Regions from separate parts of the Mus musculus genome. Here region 1 is linked to region 2. The links are chromatin contacts, called in public HiChIP or PLAC-seq maps. All regions are on one chromosome and are shown on one strand. The core of a region is the stretch at or near the end of the contact, and the rest is flanking DNA. Distances in the headings are between cores, read along the strand shown.

Region 1 (3,159 bases), core at 538-3,037, 55 kb after region 2:
TGGTCTACAGTGTGAGTTCCAGGACCGCCAGGCTACACAGAGAAGCCCTGTCTCAGGGGGAAAAAAATAGATTCAAACCATTATTTTCCTTGAAAACTACTTCTAACTACATTATGCAGTGCATAGTGATTAAAATACAACTAGAATTCCCATTTCCCAACCCCATCTCAAACCAGGGATCTGCAGTCTCAACTTTTTTTTTTCCTTTTCTTTTCTTTTTTTTTTGAGACAGGGTTACTCTGTGTAGCCCTGGCTGTCCTGGAACTCACTTTGTAGACCAGGCTGGCCTCGAACTCACAGACATCCAGCTGCCTCTGCCTCCTGAGTGCTGGGATTAAAGGCGTGTGCTAGCACTTGCTTTCACTTTTAACAAAGTTCACCTTTTCGGCCTTCAGATGTAGTTGGTGCCAGGCATACTCTAGCTACTGCCTGTCCTGCTGCCCTCTCGTGGGATACGCAACGAACTGCTCTTCAAAGCTCAATAAAAGGTCTCTTCAAGTAGCTCAGTCTCCACAAATTCATGCAATCAAAATAAATATGTGGGGGCTGGGGAGATGGCTTAGCCATTGAGAGCACTGGCTGCTCTTCCAAAGGACCCTGGTTCAATTCCCAGCATCTGCATGGCAGCTTACAGCTATAACTCCAATTCCAGGGTATCTGACACAAACACACATGCAGGCAAAACACCAATGAACATAAAATAAAAATCCAAAACTTTTAAGTCTCAATTTTTACAATCCAGTAACATGTTAATAATTCTTTCTCCTTATATATTAATCTTTCTTCTTTAAAAGGAATGGGAAAATATAGGAATATATAATAAAGAAAAAGGCGTTTACCAAAAATAAGTATAAAATTTCCAGCTGTGTACATGCATGCACACATATCTTATATGTAAATATATCTTTTTATATCTTTTAATATTATATATAAATTGTTATGTTGGAAACCAAAGTTGGAATTTTGTTTCATAGTTTTCGATCAGTATTCACATGTGACCATTCATGAGTTCTTGGACATCCTCAGACAGATGTGAAACATACATGCAGTTCAGATTGCTCAATGTTTGTTTTGAACACTAAAGTTAATGTCAGTTTTGCTGGGAGGCCAGTCACTTGGATAATTGGCCCAGCATCTCTGTTACATCTTCATCGACTCTGCCATGGACAGGATTCCATTCATTCAACTGTGAATGAGTCAGTTTACATTGCCCAAATATTGTATGAGGGTATCTTTTTCCCCCGTACCTATGTTGCCAGTGTCCTTGGACATTTTCTTTGAAGGCTTCCCAAGCCACAGAGGGAGGCAAGGGACAGTGCTATAGGTTGCAGTAATCACTTTAGATCATAGTATGGTGGGTACATACCTGATACAGTCAGTGGAACTTTGCACCTGCTATTTTGTGAGCAGAAGCCAGCCTGCATAGAAGGAACCAAAGAGGCAGATAGCTAGAGTGATGTGGAGGAGAGGGGGTGATGGCCTCCGTCCTGTCACCTGTTTCCTCTCCCCCTCCCCCTGGTACAGCAGTTTTGAGGTGAGCCAGTTCCAGGGCTGTTTACCTGTAGTCAAGTAACTGGCCTAAGGAAATGTTCATAAATAAAAGGGCTCTCCCAAGGCTCCAGGACTTCGCTTTGCATTTGAATGGGGCTTTCCTTAATAGAGCAGAGCAGATGTGATTCTTTGCCCTGTGGTATCAGGTATTTATTGAGGGCCTGCTCTGTACTTAGCCCAGTGCTGAATGATGGGAAGGGAACACAAAAGCAGCAGGTCTCTTCCCTGCCAGGACTGGGAAGGCACAAAAAATATGCACATGAAAAATAGGGCTGTGCATGCAGAGCAGTCTGCAATTAAGTGCGTAATGAAGGCTCCCCGGTTGATTAGTGGCTTGCAGTAATGACCGACTTCAGGACTCCGGTGATTAGAAATGAGATTGGCTTCAGATAGTGTCGCTTTGAAAAGCTTCACCTCAGGGGGCCTGAGCGGCCCTTACAGACTCCAGAGCACCAGGCTCCGAGTTTCTGCCCTTCGTGCTGATGCATATCTCTCTGGAGCCTTACCTGGGCTTTCCCTCTGTGATGCTTAGTGCTGTAATTACACCTGCCCACATCGAAAGAGGGCAGGAGAGGGACTTAGAGATTAACTCTTTGCTCATACCCAGAGGTAACTGAATCAGCTCAGGGCCCGTGATGCTGCGTAGGAACTGAGCCATCTCTGTGTGAATACTCTAATGATATGCTCCCTCTGGGGCAATTTTTTTTTTAACATATCTTTATGCTATTTCAGATTCATGGAAACAACTACTCCCATAAAGTGGACATCTTCTCTTTAGGCTTGATTCTGTTTGAACTCCTCTACCCATTCAGCACCCAGATGGAACGAGTCCGGGTAAGTGCGTCTCAGGCACCCATGAGGACGGGCAGAGGGATTACTTACAATTTACAAGAGTTTTTTGGTGGTTACGTTTCTTCTTTTTTAAACTTTTAACTACGCATGTGTGCGCGTGCGGTTGTGTGAGAGTGCAGGTATGCCCTGATGTCGGAGGCTTCAGATGCCCCTGGAGTGGAGTTGCATGCAGTTCTAAGCTGCACAGCTGAACTCTCCAGCGCCATTAAGTTTATTCTCGATGCCATTAGACAGTTAAACTAGGAGCAAAAGGGACCCAGTGAGCAACAGGATTATTCTAGATGTTCTGTTGGTATCAGTTCATCATCACCTTAACAGTAGTTTGCATTTGGCAACCTTGTGACCACTGCAGAGCCAGAGGGAGCTGGGAGGGTAACGTGAGTGAGGGCAGGAAATAGTGCCAGTTGGATGGAGGAAACCCTATGGAGGACAAGTGGTCATGCAGTCACAGACAGATGCTGGCAGATGGCACACGGCTAGGTTTTCCAAACATCATGACCGTAGGTTTTCAGTCAGACAGTACTAGTTGGGTATGGTACTGCAACCTTTAATCCCAGCACTTGGGAGGCGAAGACAGGGCAGATCTCTGTGTGTTGGAGGCTGGCTTGGTAAACAGAGCAGGTTCCAGGCCAGTCAAGGCTACCAGCTACCGAGTGAGCTCTGTCTAAGCAAAATAAGAGATCCACTCAAGCAAAGAATCAAGAATCAAATTTGTGGATTAATCAGTTCATCAAAGACACTGGGAAGAAAGTGAAA
Region 2 (3,104 bases), core at 114-2,613:
CCGGTCCTTGGCTTTCATCCTAAGCAACACAGGGTAAGTTGAAGGTCATATCCTGCCCTGTAGGGAAGCAGGAAAACAAGGGACAAAATGTCTCATAGAGGAAAGGCTGAGTTCCACAGTGGAGGACACTTAGGAGGAAAAACGGGACTCCTCTTCGAATTTATTAAAACCATGTGAGTGAATCAGAGCAATCTGGGTGGAGCTGAGGAATACTAATGCCTGTGCAGTGTGTGTGAGATGAGAGAGGACAGGAAGACAAGGCGCTTTAGAGATTTGTTGTACAGAAGAGAGAAGGAATGTGGTGAGAACTAAAGGGAGAAATGGGTTTATAGGGATTGGGGCTGAGTGGAAATTAAGTGTGCTTCATGCAGATGGAGACCAGCGTACACAAACTGCCAACATCATTAAAAATCTTCCCAGTGTTTGGTTGGTGTTCTGAGTACACTGCTGAAGGATGCAACTTCTTACTCTTCCACACACCAGCTCTGAAATCTTCAGGGTATTCGCAACTACTTTAAGAGAATTTTAAACGCTTTGGTCAAACATTTGAACCTTCCCCACTTTGGTCGTTGTCGTTCTATTTCTCCTGAGGGCAGTGTAAAGCATGCCAAACCAACCGGGAGACTTAATAAATTTTTGTGACTGTGTGACCTTGTGCAGATTACTTCAAGTGCGCCAGGCCTGGGATCCTCCTTTATAAACAGGTTAAGAGGCGTTCCGGGCGCTCTGGGTTATCTGTTCTACAGATCACTGTCATCTCTATCAAAGCTGTAATTGTAATTCTTAATACCTTCCTAGCCACAAATTGGGCAACTCCTGAACTTCTAAGGACACATGACCTGTGCAGTCACTTTCCCCCAACTCTCATCCCTTCTTTCCAAATAAATTCGGCTTGGGAATAGCAAAAGCATCTATCCCTTTAAGATCAGCCACCTCCCGGCCACCCGGGACTCCTTTCCACTCTTCTTCCTTTCACAGGGGACGGTCCTCTTCACACTCAGAATCGGCCACGTACTAAGTGCCGCTTCCAACCAATCAAGAAGCAGTTAGCTCAGGCCTTTGAGGAGCATCCACTTTCACCAATAATCTCCAAGCTTTTCCCAGCGCCTCACTTTGAGGGGCGAGGCCAATCAGGGAATGGACCAATCCGTTCCAGAAGTGGCATTAGGGAACTGAAATGATTCACCAATCGCCTAAGAAGACTCTGGGGAGGGGCATTTCTCATTGGCCGTCGTTCCCGGAAAAGGGCCGGACTGCCACAGGGAAAACTACAATTTGATTGGTAGGTATAATGTTGACAACAAGGAACGCGTCTGCCTGGCTCGGAGTGGCAAGGCGCGCAACCAATCGCAGAGCAGACGCACGGAACCCTCGCTCAATGGGCGATGTCTGCACAAGGCTGTCACTCAGGTGGCAGTGGCTGAGACGTGGCCGGGCAGCTCTGCTGCTGCGGCGCGAAGTCGAGAGGCGGCGGGGTCCGTGGCGCGCGCTCGCAGTGCTCCGAGGCTCCGAGCGGCGAGACGGGCGGGCGCCGACGGCAGGGTCTCCATGCCCGCGCGTGGGGCGGGCCGCTGATGGAGCGCGCCACCCGGCCCGGGCCGCGCGCGCTGCTGCTGCTTCTGTTCCTGCTGCTGGGCTGCGCGGCGGGGATCTCGGCGGTCGCGCCCGCCCGCAGTTTGCTTGCTCCCGCGTCGGAGACAGTGTTTGGCTTAGGGGCAGCGGCCGCCCCGACTTCGGCCGCGCGGGTGCCTGCGGTGGCAACGGCCGAAGTGACCGTGGAGGACGCCGAGGCATTGCCGGCTGCCGCTGGCGAACCGGAGTCACGCGCGACGGAGCCCGATGACGACGTGGAACTGCGGCCTCGCGGCAGGTGAGAGGTTGGGAACTAGGGTCGGGGCACCTCTCGCAGGGATGCGAGTGACTGCGGACAAAGCAGAGAGCCGCGACACCTTCCTGTCCCACTCTGAGCGCCTGCCTGGTCCTGGCTGTGGGAGGGCAACAGCATCTTTAAAGGAGGATGAGGGATGCCTGGAGAATGCAACACCCGGCTTAGGGAAGAAAGTCACTTCCCCGCTTTCATTGTTTTCGGGCTTTAACCATATGCACTTTACACTCCCATTCCCAAATACTTGACTCGTTCTGTCCTGATTCTGTTGCGACAGGTAAAACGACTTTCAAAAGAGATGCCTACATTTATCCTTCAAATACAAGTCTGTTGTGGCTCCTGGTCGAGGGTTTTGATTTTCTGTTTCTCTAATTGAGATATGCGGGAACACCTGCATCAGAATTACCAGGGGGATGCTGGTTAAATGGACAGTTTTCTAGGCTCCGCCCCGGTTTTACTAAACCAGACCTTTTCTGGGTAAGAACAAGCACTCTCAAGAGCTCCGAACACACTTAGAGGTTAAAGTTTAAGGAGTGTGCTTGGGTTCTTTTATCCTAGCAGCTTTTTGATATTTAAAGGGGGTTAGCATAGTTTATTTCAGTTGGATTTCTTAGCCTTATAAACATACAAATTCAAGAGACAAGTTTTAAAGCAATTTTCAAAGTCTGCACAGAATGTAAAATACTTTAATAAAGTATTTTTCAGATAGCATGTGTGGAGAAAGTGGCACTATTTAATAGAAAGAATGCTAAAAGAGCATTAGGTAAATTAAGAGCTGCATCTAAATTAGAACATATCTAAGTTTGTAACATAGTAGTTATAGATTATAAAAAGTATCAGAACCTTGATCTAGGTACCCAGTGATTACCAGAAATAAACAGGGCAAGCCCTAAAATTCTCCATACACCATTTGAATAGTTATATTTAAGAATGTTTAAGTAATAAAGAATACAATTTCATCTATTTGCGAATGTATGAACTCTCCTAGATGAGTGAAACAGCTGTGAAGAGTAAATTACACGAAGTAGAGAGAACTATTCTGTTTTCCTTAGAACACACACCTGCAGCAGCAGGGACTTTCTAAAGCTGAGCAGAACCCCTGGGGTTATGGAGGTAGAGCAGGAAGCCTCTGCTCTTGGAAGGAATACGCAGTCAATCCAGCAATCGGGATGAAGCAGAAGGTCCTAACTGTAGGGCGGTTCAAATGAACAGTAGAAAG

What was found. HiChIP or PLAC-seq counts read pairs in DNA pulled down with a chosen protein or histone mark.
Region 1: a contact with region 2 is called in an H3K4me3 HiChIP or PLAC-seq map of embryonic stem cells, with 26 read pairs. The contact joins the enhancer-like site here to the promoter of Eif2ak3 in region 2. A contact is called at or near these places in 4 of 39 promoter capture datasets (the C10 cell line, liver, macrophages and 1 more), 4 of 15 datasets of contacts at CTCF or cohesin (the NIH/3T3 cell line, embryonic stem cells, large pre-B cells and 1 more), 12 of 484 Hi-C or Micro-C datasets (B cells, CD8 T cells, Sertoli cells and 9 more), 4 of 115 datasets of contacts at active chromatin or transcription factors (embryonic stem cells, intestinal crypt epithelium and thymic regulatory T cells) and 3 of 9 other capture datasets (adipose tissue, liver and pancreatic islet).

Annotation. Positions count from the first base shown.
Region 1 is chr6:70,897,949-70,901,107 of GRCm38.p6, forward strand. It overlaps Eif2ak3 (eukaryotic translation initiation factor 2 alpha kinase 3), which reads left to right. Exons shown (of 17, transcript NM_010121.3): 15 at 2,284-2,385. Among named protein-coding and RNA genes, the nearest start is that of Tex37, 19 kb to the right of the region's middle. Within about 2 kb of position 1,788, at least 9 of the 459 cell types and tissues checked have an H3K27ac peak or open chromatin away from gene starts, as enhancers often do. A contact at or near this core is called in embryonic stem cells, where this site is marked.
Region 2 is chr6:70,843,152-70,846,255 of GRCm38.p6, forward strand. Eif2ak3 (eukaryotic translation initiation factor 2 alpha kinase 3) reads left to right here and starts at 1,364. Exons shown (of 17, transcript NM_010121.3): 1 at 1,364-1,870. The coding sequence starts at 1,575.